Regions from separate parts of the Mus musculus genome. Here regions 1 and 2 are each linked to region 3. The links are chromatin contacts, called in public Hi-C and HiChIP or PLAC-seq maps. All regions are on one chromosome and are shown on one strand. Each heading gives the region's core, a stretch centred on a gene start, on an enhancer-like site or on the middle of the called end of the contact. The rest is flanking DNA. Distances are from core to core; before and after follow the strand shown. Region 1 overlaps Lpin2 (lipin 2). Region 2 overlaps Dlgap1 (DLG associated protein 1). Region 3 overlaps Dlgap1 (DLG associated protein 1).

Region 1 (4,565 bases), core at 1,119-3,618, 460 kb before region 3:
CTACACCAGCACTGACTAAAGTAGATGCCCCTGGACTTTGGCCTAACTTTTCTGCTTATAACAGTAGGAGGGTAGGCTTTTGTCACCCATGCTGGGGACAGTTCCAATACATTGGGCATTTACTTCAATAAATAATCATGATACTGATTTTGTGAAACATTAACAAAACGTGTACTCTGAGTTACTAGATGTCACAAGAGGACTGGTCTTCTGTCAAACATGGACACGTCATAGGAAATGACTGCCTCTAAACAGCTGTTTTAAAGTAGTTATGATTTCAGGTGCTGCCACACGTGAAAATGTAGTTAATTTAAAAATCAGTGAACAGCTTACCCTAATGCAGAAAGGCCTGCGACAAGAGGTCAATGTAAGTCACCAGTGCGCCTATGACAGATAAAGCTCAAGTTTTACTTTCATAAGAAAGCTGTGTTTTGGTAAATCAAATGGACAGATTTCTTCTCAAATAGATCTCCTAGATTCTGGGATATGAAGGAAGGGAACAGGAAAGAAGAAATTTTTTCTTTTCTTGGGCCCTGTGTATTATGATCCTAAAAGTACTTGGGGTAGGGGTGGGATGTCTGACAAGGTATTTAACAGTTAATGGTTAATAAAACCACCCGTGTAACCTGGTAAAGAAATTACATCTCTAATTACAAAGTGCACAGAGAATACACACATCTGCTCAGCTTCTCACTTACACAGAGGACAAATGCCTGCACACATCTGCTGCAGCTCCACTCAAAGGCCAAAAGCCTGAGTCAACCTATCAATTAGAAACCTGGTTCCAGAGAACGGTGGGGGGCGGGTATGGTATGGTGGGAGAAACTTCTGAGAAGACCCCCAAAAGAAATTTTACAAACAGATCCTTGAACATCTATGGAGAAACAGCTCTAATATGAAAGTACTAATAGTGTCACTACAAAAACCACAAAGGAAACAAACACAGAAAGCACTAACTATGGCTAGACAACCCTGCCCTAGAGTAGAAGCTGCCAGGCCAAGAAGTAACACTGTAGCTGCTTCTGCTTTCTAATGGGATCAAGCAAAGGCTAGTCTGAAAAATCCAGTGGGAAATGATTTTATAACACCCAAAGAGATGGTTTCTCTTTGAAAAATAAAGTCTAGTTTTGGAAACCCACTTTCTTTCAGTTTCAAAAACCCAAAGCCTAAGTAGAGGGAGATGTATATCCAAAAAAACACCAGCAAAAACCTCTTTAACTTGTGCATGTTGGTCCTTCGGCACCCACCCTTCCACTGTGCTACCCAGTGGCAAAGTGCTCCGAAATCTTAGTAAGAGTTGCTGACATTATTATCACCATGTGGAAGACAATGTGGAAGTGAAAAGTTGCCAAATACATGCTCTACAAAGTTTTATCATTAACTCTGTTTTAAAACCTACCATACACACAATTCAAAAACCTTCTTATTGCCCAATACTTGAGGGAAATGATAATTTAAAAACATCCAAACACTGCCCCCCATTAAATGCAAAAGAGGAAAAATACAAACATTCAATTGGGGTGTTTATTTCTTTTAAATAAATATAATCTACACTTGATTACATGAGCTTAGTCTACCTACTCATAATCAGTACAACAATATTATCATATATGTTTGTGTGTATGTATCAATCAATCAATCAACAGGCTCTCCTGTGTCTCAGGCTGGCCTCGTGCACCTCTGCTATGTGGCTGAGCTGAGAATGCTCCTGTCCTTCTGTCTCTACCTCCTCAGTGCCTGCACAGGCTTGGTGCATGGTATGCAAATGTTTTGCTGACTAAGCTGTATCTCCAGACTGCATTATTTTATTTTTAGAGAGCCTTTTTTTTTTTTTAAACTGAGGATTTAAAGCATGTACATGAGCCACAGGGTACACGGGTCAAGTCACTGGATGACTTCTGAGTGTGTTCTCTTGTTGCACCCTGTGGGTCTCAGGACTGATGGAGAGAGCCTTTACCACTGAATCATCTTGCTGGCCCTACACTATTTTAAAGTGCTATATTAAATAAAGCAAAATTTCTTTTTCAAAATAAGCCCAACTTCCTCATTTGTAATTATCTCCAGTTTTGTTCTGAGTCTCTTCATGATTTCAGTTTCTTTTTCATTTGGAGAAACTTTCTATAAGAGAGTCTTTTGAATTTAGAAGCCAATTCAAAAGCAGTACCTATAAAGTTGGTTTCTTACCATGGTCTTCAATAGCATGCAAGTTTAAAAAAAAAAAAAAGAGTAAGAGGAAGGGGCCGGTCACCATGGTGACCTGTGCACTCACCACTTTCTCCTTGGACCTCAGGACACCCAGCTTCCCGAAGCGTACGTGAAAAGGCGAGCACTGGTAGGAGCCATCCTGCTGCCTCACCACGACCACATCGATGCATCCAGACAACGTGGCTTGGTTAATGCCCTTGTAGAGTTCCTTCACAGTGACGAGCACCTGCCCAGCCAGCTGGCCCACATAATTCATGGTTTGAGACTGAGAAAAGAAAACGATGTCAGCACTAACTTTGACAACTAACAGCAACGACATAAAGAGTTTGATTAAACATACACTCTGCTCTGCTGTCCAGAGCCCATTGCTCTCCTGCTGCCCCAGCTACATCACACATATGTCTCAGACTGGCAGTGCCTCTAAGTGGGGTTGGAGGCTGTGGAAGTTCTGTTTCCTTCCACACCCCAGGGTGGGGCCAACTGTCTTCATCTCCCTCCACCAACCGCTCAGGACCTGCAGTACTATGTCCACTCTGACCACAGGAGGCAAGGACAGGAGGACTGTCACCTCCAGGGGAAGCTTGGGATTTATCTTTGCAGAGAGACAAGGGATACAACTGAGAACCGAGATCTTCTGGTTCAGATACATCAGGTACATGCTGCGTCAAGCGAGCTGTGGTAAGCTGCGCCAAGACTAACACACGTACCATGACTTCAGAACCTCAACATGGCATAATGGGACATAACGTTTGTGTCCCACAATGTTCAGAGCACAAAAGGGGTTTTGGTTTCTCAACTTCAACTCACTACTCAAATCAAGATCACCAGAGCTCTGCAATTCAAAAGAGAGAGGGTACATCTAAATCTGGCTTCACCCCTTACCCTGACTCATCCACTGAAAAACCCAACCCACACCAAAACAAACCCATTAGTCCTCAGGCTGTCAGCTCTCCCTCCAGCGGGTGAACACACCATCACTCAGCAGACACCTTTATGTTACGTTAAAGCCAAATCCACAGAGAGTCCATCCCCTGGATGTAGGATCAGAAAAACCTCCAGCTTTAGGCTAATGCAGAAGTCAATTTTTATTGGACTCTAGGAGTAATGAGTCCAAACTATTAACTGCGCAGAGTGGCCTCTCTAAACCAGCTCTGGTTGCCCTAAGCTCAAGATTCCATATTTGCAAAGTTCTAGAGAGACATTCTGTGTTGTCAGGTAAGTCCTAGGTGGAACAGGGACAAAGTGCTGATCCCCTAAAAAAAATGAAGTGGACCTGCCAGGTCCCATCAGCACATAACTCAGCCTACTGGCCAGAGACAGTCAGTGCCTAAGGCAAGACAGACTCCACTCAACAGTCTATACAGAGATGACTGTAACCACAGTCTAGCTGTTGAGTAGCCTGAAGCATATAATCCTGATTATTCCCCTGGGTATTCCAAGGTTTCCAACTGCACATTCCAAAGAGCTTGCTTTGTGCAATGTACACAAGCAGCTACATTTACTACGATCTCCTAAGGTGGAGGATGTCATAATTATAAAGAAAATATGTTATAGCCATGAAACAATTATAAACAGGTGGCTTTGGTTTTAGGATGAGGATGGTTGCTTTTATTTTGATAGCAAGGCCAGATTAAGCACACATCAAATACTTAATTTTTGAAAAAAAAATTTTTTTGAGATAGAGTCTCACTGTACAGTCCTGGCTGGCCTGAAACTCAAGACATAGACTAGGTTGCTTCTGAGCACAGAGGGATCTGCCCACCCCTGCCTCCTGGATGCTGAGATTAAAGGTGCCACCACTCCTGACCAACCTTTCTCTCCAGGGTCTCTTTGTAGTCAAGATGGCCTAGAACTTAAGACAACTTTAGTCTCTAAAGTGTTGGGATTACAGGTGTGTGCTACTATATTTGACAATAATTATTTCTTGAATAAGGAAAGAACTATCAAATGAACTACCAATAAACAAGCTAAAACCAATAAACAGCTAAGAGTCATTACTGTACTATGTGCAGCAGAAATACTATTCCATCAGATCACTCATGGATAATCTCATTGTATTTTTTCTTTTTGAAATGGTCTTACTATGTAGCCCCAGCAGGCCTGGAATTCACTATGAGGACGCTACCGGCCTGGACTCACAGAGACCCACTTGCCTCTGCCTCCTGAGCACCACTATTCCTGGCTCATTATGTTTTTAAAGATTAACATTTCTGGATCCAGAGTTCAGAAGCGGCCTGGGCTGCATGAGATCCTACCTCTAATACAGCAAATAAACAACAGTAAACTGCTGTGAGATCAGTGTAGACCTTCAGAGCTCCAAGAAAGAATATGGCTGCCCCAAATCCTCTACTGAGCGTCCA
Region 2 (4,616 bases), core at 372-2,871, 330 kb after region 3:
ACACACACACACACACACACACACACACACACACACACTGTGTTGTTGCTTGTCTACTGGAAGAGTCACTGCATATTGAGGTTGCGGACGGAACTCAGCTAGATTTTGACTCGGGCATCAAATGCTGTTGTTATGGCCACATATGAATTCTCTATGGTCTGTGCCCAGCACTACATGTTCTAGCACAAAATCTCTGTGGACAGACTGGTGTGTTTTTAAAGTGAACTATAAACCAGGGAAGGGTGGCACGCCTTCACAGTTTCAGCACTTGGGATGGCTGAACCAAGGCAGGAGGATGGATGAGTTGGACGTCGTCTGGGCTACACTGTAAGATACTATCTTAAAACAAAACAGTAAAAACAAAGAAGATATGTTTCCCCTAACTGAACCATCAAACAACAACAACAAAAACTTGGCAAGATTTTAGAAAATTGTAAGTTTCTATAGCTTTGTTCTTTAGTTTTGGCATTTTAGTTTGTTCCTTTTTTTATAAGGCAGTGGGCTAACATCCAAGTTTACTATTTAACATATTTTTTTGAATTGGAATTAAAACTGAGTTGCGTTGAACTAAGAATGAACTAAGAGAGAAAGCTGAAGGCTGAGAATAGAAACTATTCTCAGGTAATATCAGAAGCGACAGAGTTGCCAAGATGCTGGGAAGACAGTGTGAAAAGGACAGAGCTTGCAAGAAGATGCAGCTTCAAGTTGCATGCTGTTTCCGCACACACTAGAAATTGCTACCCTTTAACAAATTTTATGATTACTATTTTTAACCATATCCACTTTTCCTCTTTTTTTGGGGGGGTGGGGAACAGCAAGAATAGTTAAAAGGTATTTCTTTCTAGAAAAGATTATGAGCTAGTTCAGAGTTTGCGCAAACTTCAGAAGTCAGCACGAGAAATGTTACCACATCCCATAGGCCACTTTGAAATCCCCAGAGAGCGCTTAGCTGACAGCACTGCCCCCTGGTGGTATTTTATGTTGTTGCGTTGTGAGTAAAGATTTAAACCCGTTTTCAACACAAAACAGTTAAAAAAAAAACAAAAAACAAACAAACAAACAAAAAAACCAACAACAACAACAAAAAAAAACCCGTACTCTTATTTGACGGCGACTATTATCTTCCTGTGGGATATTAGAGATATATAATATCTGTGGTATGGATAAGAAGAGCTTAAGTTCCTGGCCCCCAGACTGAATCTATCTCTCTTTTAGGAACCCATCTCTGGCCGGACAGGTGGCAGAGACCACGGTCTCATTGTGAGGGTCTAAGCACCTTCTAAATCCTTCTGAAAACAGAAACTAGGAAACACTTATCTAATAAAACAACCTTCATGAATTTATGGTATGTCTTACTCAGACTCAAGCGCAGAACGGGGTTTTTTGTGTTTTTTTTGTTTTTTTTTTTTAATCTTCTTTTGTCATTTGTCAATTTTCTGTGCTCTGAAGATGCCTGTGTCTACTCACACACCCCCGCACACACACCACCGTAAGAGTAGATCCTGAGACACCCGAGCGGGGGTAAGGATAACAATCAGCTCACAATTCCTTGCAGTGTGTTTGGCCTAAGCATGGCGAGCTTGGGATATGCATGTCGCCCTTAATTTGAAGTCCCTTGGCATTCTCCTCTTAGCCTTGCTGCGCCACCTGCTGGACAGATACGCACAGTGCTCTCATTTTACCGTTGATTCCTACAGATTGCTTTCAATTGAATTTTGTTTTATGATGATGTGAAGCTTCATGTGACTCTAAAGTAAAATTTACGAGATGAATCTGGTGACCATCTCTCTGTTATTTAGTCTGGCTCCTTCTTCCCGAAGGTACAGGTTTATTTTTAAATGCTGTGAGTCTTTTTTTTATTAACATATCAATATATTGCTATAAAACATTAATTTCTATCGGTGTGTCTCATTCTCCCTCGTTAGGTAAGTAAAGAATATTTTACAGATCCCTGTCTACCTAGAAAAGTGAGCATACACACACACACACACACACACACACACACACACACACACACACACACACATATATATATATATATATATATATATATATATATTTGTTAGTTTGTTTTGTTTTTTTGTTTTTTGTTTTTTGTTTTTTTTTGAGACAGGGTTTCTCTGTATAGCCCTGGCTGTCCTGGAACTCACTTTGTAGACCAGGCTGGCCTTGAACTCAGAAATCTGCCTGCCTGTGCCTCCCGAGTGCTGGGATTAAAGGCGTGCCCCACCACCGCCCGGCATGGGCAACACTTTTAAAGGCATCACTGTTACTGGCTTCTGTTCAGAGACAGGATGGCTGTCTTCACAGATCCACAGCTCCTGATCTGCGTCCTTTACTGGCCATTCACTATGTGAGAGATGCCACACTACAGACGGCTCTGAGATCTATGGCTGTCTTTTCTCTTCTTAGGACACATTTACAAACACAGAAATCTCCCTTTTATCTATGACTCATTCTCCTGATGGTTCAGCCACCCATAGTCACACGCAGGCCAAAAACATTAAATGGAAAATTTCCAAAATACATTTCCTAAGTTTAAAATTAGGTATTATTCTAAGTACTGTAATTAAGATCAATCCTTTGTGTTGCCTGAGTCCATCCAATCAGGGATATGAGTCATCTGGTTATAGGTTATTTATGCTGTACAGTCTACTTGCTTCGTGTCAGCAGAAAAAGGAGAGAGAGAGAGAGAGAGATGAATATGAATGTATTGTTTATATATTTCATTCTGGTTTATTATTACATTTTATCTCTTACCATGTTTAGGTTCACAGACTCAACTTTAACATTGGTATGAGTATAGGAAGAAAGAGCATCTAGACTTCAGTGGTACCCATGGAGCCAGCAGGGACCTTGGAATGTAACCCCATGGCTAATGGATCCTTCTCCATAGCCTTTTTCCCCCACATGCCTCCTGGTGCCTCTCTTCTTCTGTCACATCTATCTGGCCTTTCTCTTTGTCTGTTTGCCCCCTAAGCCATCTTCCTGCTCCATTTGGATTCTATTTCCCACATTTATTCCTTAACATGGGGGTTGGTTAGAGAAGATGTGTGCTGAGAGCCCCTTTTCAGTGTCTGCTGGGCTCAGGCTATCCCAGCTCACAGGGTTCTCTATGTCCACCCACATACTATAGCCAGAGAGATTTCAACTGCTCCTCCCAGACTGACCCTCCAAGCTTTGTGGCGACAGCTATGATGACTTTAATTTCTCTGTCTCTTGGCGGTAACAGGAAGCCCCCAGCCTTCCTTTTGTCTTTTGTAACACATTAGGAAAGCCACTCATGCCATAGTATAACTAATAGTTCATGCAATCTGCAAATATTAAAAAAACACACACACACACATTTGGTTCAAAGTGATGCAGTTTAGTACTTCTGTATCACTGAGTCAGCCATGGGGTTTTGTTTTTGCTGTTCTAGTTGCTGTGCTTCTGTGGAGTGGTTTGGAGAAGTAAAAATTCTTGTCGCGTTGGCACCGTTTTCTAGAGGAAGCAGCCAAAACCATAGTCTTTTTGTCATCAGTATCCGTGTGCCTGTCTCGCTCTAGCGTGCTTTCTGGGGCACTTCAGATGCCCTTCCAGTCATAGCAGGTGATAGCCTATTAAACCACGGAAAATATAACCTGAAAGTGGATTTTACACTCGTAACCTCCCAGACAGCTTGACCTCCGCTTCCTTAAAATACACAGCGTATTTACTTTAGCCTACGGTTGGACAAAAATCATGACACAGAAAATCCACTTAATAATAAAAATGCTTTTATGCCATATAATTTGGTGAATACTGACTATGGAAAGCAAAAGCCAGATCATAGCATAGACATGCATTTGCAATACTGCAAAGTTTAAAAAAATGATTAGTCAAACGGGAACCATTGATTTGTTGCTTAAACCATGTGGTCACACCCGGTCCACACATCTCAATACTTGGATGCGCCACTGTACTAACCTCCACAGTTTGGTCTACGTCTGTTGGCATCTACTGGCCCCCTCCTCTCTTTCTACTCTCTAGTCTTTAAGCAGCTCTTCCCTGCTATTTTTGCAATGTCTGTGCTAGTTTTTTTTAAACTGTCTTTTTATCTTTCTCAGTTTTCTTCTTTGCCATGAGATGCAGTGCTGTGTGCCACTCTCCAGTTCTGTTTCCTCAGCACAAACCCCGTTCCCTAATGGGACAACTTCCCATTAACCAAAAGCTCTAAAACTGCGAGCCAAAATAAACATGTATAGACTTAAAAATAGATTGCTTATTGCGAGTATTAGTTACTGTGATGCTAGCTGACAGAACCCTCCTGGATGTTGCCACAGATGCTAGCACTGGTTACACATGTAACGTCTTACTGCCCAAGAGATGCCTGGGACTCACATCTCTTCTTCCTTCCTCCTCTTCCCCCTTCCTCCTCCCCCTCTTCCTCCTTCTTCTTCATCAACAAGATTTTAGCAGTCACAGACACTAGGGAAGCATGGTCCTAATATATTAAACCAGGAGGAAAATGCACTGGTGGCAGCAGTATTGGGATAAAAGCTTCTTAAGTGGGTGTAAGAGGTCCCTAGGGTTGTTCTTGGAGACTGTGCTCTTGGTGGAGACCACAGAATAGAGAGAGACATGGCCCTGGGTCC
Region 3 (4,726 bases), core at 654-3,153:
AAGCTTCACAGCCTGAGTCGATCCCCAGAGACCCACATGGCAGAAGGTGACAACCGACTCTCAAAAGTTGTCCTCTGGCTTCCACATGCACATCGTGGCATGCATATGCCCATACACATACAAAATAAATAGATGCAGTTTTAATTAACAACAGCAACAACAAAAACATCAGGCTTAGTGGTTAATCCTGACACTAGAGTGGCAGGCAGATTTCTGTGAGCTTGATGCCTACATGATGTGTATGTGTGTGTGTGTGTGTGTGTGTGTGTGTGTGTAATATTACAAATAAACAAACAAAACAAATCTGTAAGATGTGTAGTCACACATTGTTCATACACAGAACAGAAGGACATTATTCTGTAGTGACGACTCATTTCCTGGGAAGGCGCACAAGCACAGATCAGACAATTTTCTTTCTTTCTTTAAAAGATTTATTTAAATTTATGCATATGATTTTTACCTCCCCCCCCGCCCCCCCCCCTGTGTATTCTGTCCACCACATGCATACCTGCTGCCTGTGGACCGGATCCCGTGCAGCTGGTGTCGGGATGGTCAAAAGCCCTCACGTAAGTGCTGGGAATGGAACACAGGTCCTCTGCAAGTGCTCTGGACCTCTGAGCCATCTCTCCAGCTGGCGGATCCCTGTGAGTTTGAGGCCAGCCTGGTCTACATAGCAAGTTCCAGGACAGCCAGGGCTATGTAGAAATCTTGCTGCAGTCTCAAAAAGGTCTGCCTTTAATCCTCAGAACTACCAAACAAACAAACAATTTTAAAAAGAGAAAATACCTAAGTATATATAAGTTCTAAAAAATTAACAAAACCTTGCAAAATCTCTGCCCAACAGAGTCCACATGGAAAAATTACTGCCCTATTTCAAAAATATTTACAGCTTCCCCCTTTTCAGGCCACCCAGAGAGATCCTGGTGGTTGGTGAGGCGCACTCGCTTGCCAGCCCACCTCTGGGAGGTACAGTGCACCCCACAGTAGTTAGTATGCATTCTGGCTCCTGGGAGGTGCCTGTGTGAGAATGACTTCCACTCAAGGCATCCTCCACGGAAAACACTTTTCCCTGTCACTGAATGGGGGGGGGGGGGGAAGCGGCTCTGAGCGAGCCGAGGAGGGAGGGGCCGGCAATAACTCTTGCAGTCATCCACACCCTCGCCAGTTGGTGATTACCAGGATCCCAGACACTTCCTAATGCCAGACAAACGCCCCAAGCCTCGGCATGTCTGGCTTGAAGATCTATTCAACTGATAGCCCCCGCCTTTTCGAGGGAGAGCCCCATTGCCCGGGCTAATCAAACAAAACATTGTTCTCAGAGGCAGGAAGAAAGGAAAGGCTTGTCTCTTGGACGCAATGTTTGGGATTCATATCTATATATAAAAACATAATACATATATATTCCCAACTAAAAGGTTGCTACAAAACTTGGAATTCCGGAGGCGTGGCTGGTTTGCACAGAGCGTGCACTGTATAGAAATCCCGGGAGGGGAGGAATCTGAAAGCTAAGTGCCATTAAAAGAAGGGGGTGGGGTGGGGGGAAGCCCCAGGCACTTGATGCCTGTAAAGGATGTAAGTCACAGCCACTCTATTAGACCTGCAACCAAACTAGACTCAGATCCGTCGCAGCTGCCCTCCAAATGTCAGCGTCAGTGTTGGGCAAAGCTTGAAACCCCACCAGGCTTCAGGAGAGCCATTCTCACCCACATTTTCCCCCGAGCACTCTTAGGAACCTGGCAACAGGTAACGTGGCAACCTTTGACTTCTAAAAGGCGAGTGGGATAATTTCAGGGAACAAACGGATTGTTTTTGAGCCAGCTGCATCTCGCCTAACTGCCCCCGCACCCAACCTCCTCCCTCCCAAGACAAAGTCTGGGAAAACAAACTTAAGTGCTGCAGGCTGTCCTGCTCTCTCGCACGCCCTGGTGGCCAACATCGGAACAACATGCACGTGTTCGGAACTCCGCGGCAGTTCCCGCTGGTAAGTTTTGTGGAAGTGTGCCGACCTGTCTCTGGTGCAGAGATGGAATCCATTCAAAATGTCCCCATTTTTGTTGTTGTTTTCGAGATATGGTAGATATTTAGCCTTGGCTGTCCTGGAACTCACTATGTAGACTAGGCTGCTTCTGTCTCCTGAGTGCGGAAATTAAAGGTAAACGCTAGCAGATCTACCTGTAGAGAGTCTTCACTTTTATTTAAGCACATTGACAATTATCCACGGAATGAAACCTCTGGACTCAGACGCCCCCCTCCTCCCCAGAATCAGTGAGGGAGAATACTGGGAACAGGGTCTGGTAAACATTGCAGGAGGCTCGGGCCTGTGATTTCTTCCTTTTGAGGCCGATGTGGGAAGACCAGGGTTCAAGACCAGCCTGGACTCCTTACTCAGGCTTTGTCTTGAAAAAGCATCAACAAAACGTGATTCCTGCTGTAATTACTCCCATTTTCCCTGTTTGTCTCGTATATTCCACATACAGACACCTTTTGGGTTTTGAAGCTTTCCCAGTCAGCCCTGCTGGGTTCCTGTGTTATAAGGATTACTGAAGATTTCCACACTGCCAGATCAGCTTCCCAGACTGCAGCTACACCCAGTAAAATGCCAGCGGCTGTGTTTTTAGGCTGTCTGATCCTCTTAGACACTGCCCTACCCCCTTTCCAATGTTGGGCAGAAATGGAGGCCCAGTCCCGAGTCGCTGTTAGCCCACAGGACCCAGCGCTTCCTGGCTCTGCATCTGGAAACGGTACACGGAAGCTTGAGAGGTTCAGATCAAAGTACCTGGTCCTCTCAGAAACTTTCATTAATTAACTAAATTAGAGGACACTGAAGAATGCTGGAGGTGTCTCTTCAGAAGGCGCGGGGTCCAGGGGTTAAGGTCTGAGCCCTGTAGTATAGACCTCCACGAAGCTTGACAATCAAATAATACTATAAGCCAAAACCAGCCCATGCCTGAAACCATGAGATGTTAGAGTTGTTTTTGCCCACATCGTGTAAGGGCAAAGGTTAAGGCCGGGGGGTCTGAGTAAGCTTGGTAGGGCCGCTGGCCTGTGTGAACCACACAGCCTTTCTAGAGCCAGGGAACCGTGTGTTGAAATCGGGAGGGACATTTCGGTCTTCAGGGTTACTAATTTCCCAGGCAGCGGGTGTTGTTCCCAGATGGGAATACGATCTCTTTAGCACTTCATCTCCCGGCTTTGCCAACAGGTGCTATTGAGTCAACTGTGCACACAGACGGCCGTCCTGGCACATTCATCACCAGGAAGATGTCATTGCCATTTGTTCCATGACTTTCTGGATTTTTTTCTACCCCTGACTCAGACACAGTCACTTCCTCTTACGCTTAGGGAATTGTTTTGTTTTTTTCTTTTTTCTTTTTTTCTTTTTCAGCATTTGTAATTGTGTGTTTTTCAAAATATGTCCCCGTCTGGCCTACAGGCCTTCCTGAGTTGAATGGACTGTTTACAGAAGAGAGAGATTCAGGGCCCAAGGTCAGGGTTACAGAATTATATAAGGCTTCCTGTTTGGGCAGCTGGTCTACCAAGCCCTCAGGGCAGACTGAGTTTTGACAAAAGCCGGCTGCCCGTTGGGTGTGGTGGCACATACCTGTAGCTCAGGAATATCAGAAGTTCAAGTGTTTGGTTTTGAACCCCTGGACAAGCAACTGAGGTGTATATATATCAAAGCAGACCTGGCCTCCAGGTTCTCCCAGCATCCCTCACTCCCTACCTGGCATACCCTGCTCCCATCATTGAATTTTCCAGTCCAGGGCTGGGCTGCCATTCCCTTAGTGGCTCCTTCCTATCTAATCCTGACGTTTGGGTCTCTCTCTTTCCTCTCCTTTTCCCTCTTTGTATGAGGACTCTTTCTCCCCTCCCCGTCTCCCCCCACCTCCAGAGCAGCTTCCCAAGAAACCGGCCTTTAATCTAATCTGATCTGTCTTGAATTGACTCATTTTTGAACACGCACAGACTTTTCTTTGCTATTCTCTATATACAGACAGTATAACAAGTATTTGCTTGGTGTATGTCCACATAATTCCTACCATGCAGGAGGCTGAGGCAGGGGAGATTGCAAATGGAAAGCCAGCCTGTGCTACAAGTTGAATATTTGTCTCAGAAAACTAACATTGGGTTGGTGAATACTTGTAAGCCCAGAACTTGGGAGGCTGAGGCAGGAGGATCTCTATGAGTTTGAGGTTTTTGCAGTCTATATAGCAAGTTCCAGGCCATCCCGAGTGAGGCTTATGGGTCTATATCAGTATTAGAGTATATATATACATACATACATACATATATATATATATATATATATATATATATATGTCTATTTCAGTAGTAGAGTGCTTAGCTGGTATTGGGCAGGTCCTGGGTTTGCTCTCTAGAACCACAAAATAAAAAAAAACAATATTTATAAAGCATTTGCAGTTAGAAAGAAATTGAATTTCTGTAAGAAGTAATCTCAAAATGGCTTATATTGCCGGATGTGCAACAGGCTACATGCAAATACTATACAAGAGACAGTAGCTGAATGTTCTAGTACACTAGGACACAGCACATGAGGGTGTTCTACAGTCAATGCTCCAAAGCTACCAAAGCTACTACATAGGCAGTTGTGGCCAGTTCTGTTGGCACTCGTCAAGTGCTGGCTAAGTTCAGCTACGACTAGTCAGCTTTTGCCACAGAGCTAGTACGTCGAACGCCAGTGTTGAGATGCTTGGATAGTCATCCA

The links. Hi-C and Micro-C count contacts between places; a contact is called where the count stands out from the background. HiChIP or PLAC-seq counts read pairs in DNA pulled down with a chosen protein or histone mark.
Region 1: an H3K27ac HiChIP or PLAC-seq map of microglia shows a contact between it and region 3, with 4 times the contacts expected there. The contact joins two enhancer-like sites. A contact is called at or near these places in 4 of 115 datasets of contacts at active chromatin or transcription factors (embryonic forebrain, embryonic hindbrain, large pre-B cells and 1 more).
Region 2: a Hi-C map of cerebral cortex shows a contact between it and region 3, with 2.4 times the contacts expected there. The contact joins two enhancer-like sites.

What each region holds. Positions count from the first base shown.
Region 1 is chr17:71,212,869-71,217,433 of GRCm38.p6, reverse strand. It overlaps Lpin2 (lipin 2), which reads right to left. Exons shown (of 20, transcript NM_001357791.1): 2 at 2,270-2,470. The coding sequence starts at 2,461. Among named protein-coding and RNA genes, the nearest start is that of Lpin2, 32 kb to the right of the region's middle. Within about 2 kb of position 2,368, at least 76 of the 459 cell types and tissues checked have an H3K27ac peak or open chromatin away from gene starts, as enhancers often do. A contact at or near this core is called in microglia, where this site is marked.
Region 2 is chr17:70,426,921-70,431,536 of GRCm38.p6, reverse strand. The region is part of intron 1 of Dlgap1 (DLG associated protein 1); the gene reads right to left. Among named protein-coding and RNA genes, the nearest start is that of Dlgap1, 4.4 kb to the right of the region's middle. Within about 2 kb of position 1,621, at least 24 of the 459 cell types and tissues checked have an H3K27ac peak or open chromatin away from gene starts, as enhancers often do. A contact at or near this core is called in cerebral cortex, where this site is marked.
Region 3 is chr17:70,752,323-70,757,048 of GRCm38.p6, reverse strand. All of the region lies in intron 6 of Dlgap1 (DLG associated protein 1), which reads right to left. Among named protein-coding and RNA genes, the nearest start is that of Gm36746, 37 kb to the right of the region's middle. Within about 2 kb of position 1,903, at least 194 of the 459 cell types and tissues checked have an H3K27ac peak or open chromatin away from gene starts, as enhancers often do. A contact at or near this core is called in cerebral cortex and microglia, where this site is marked.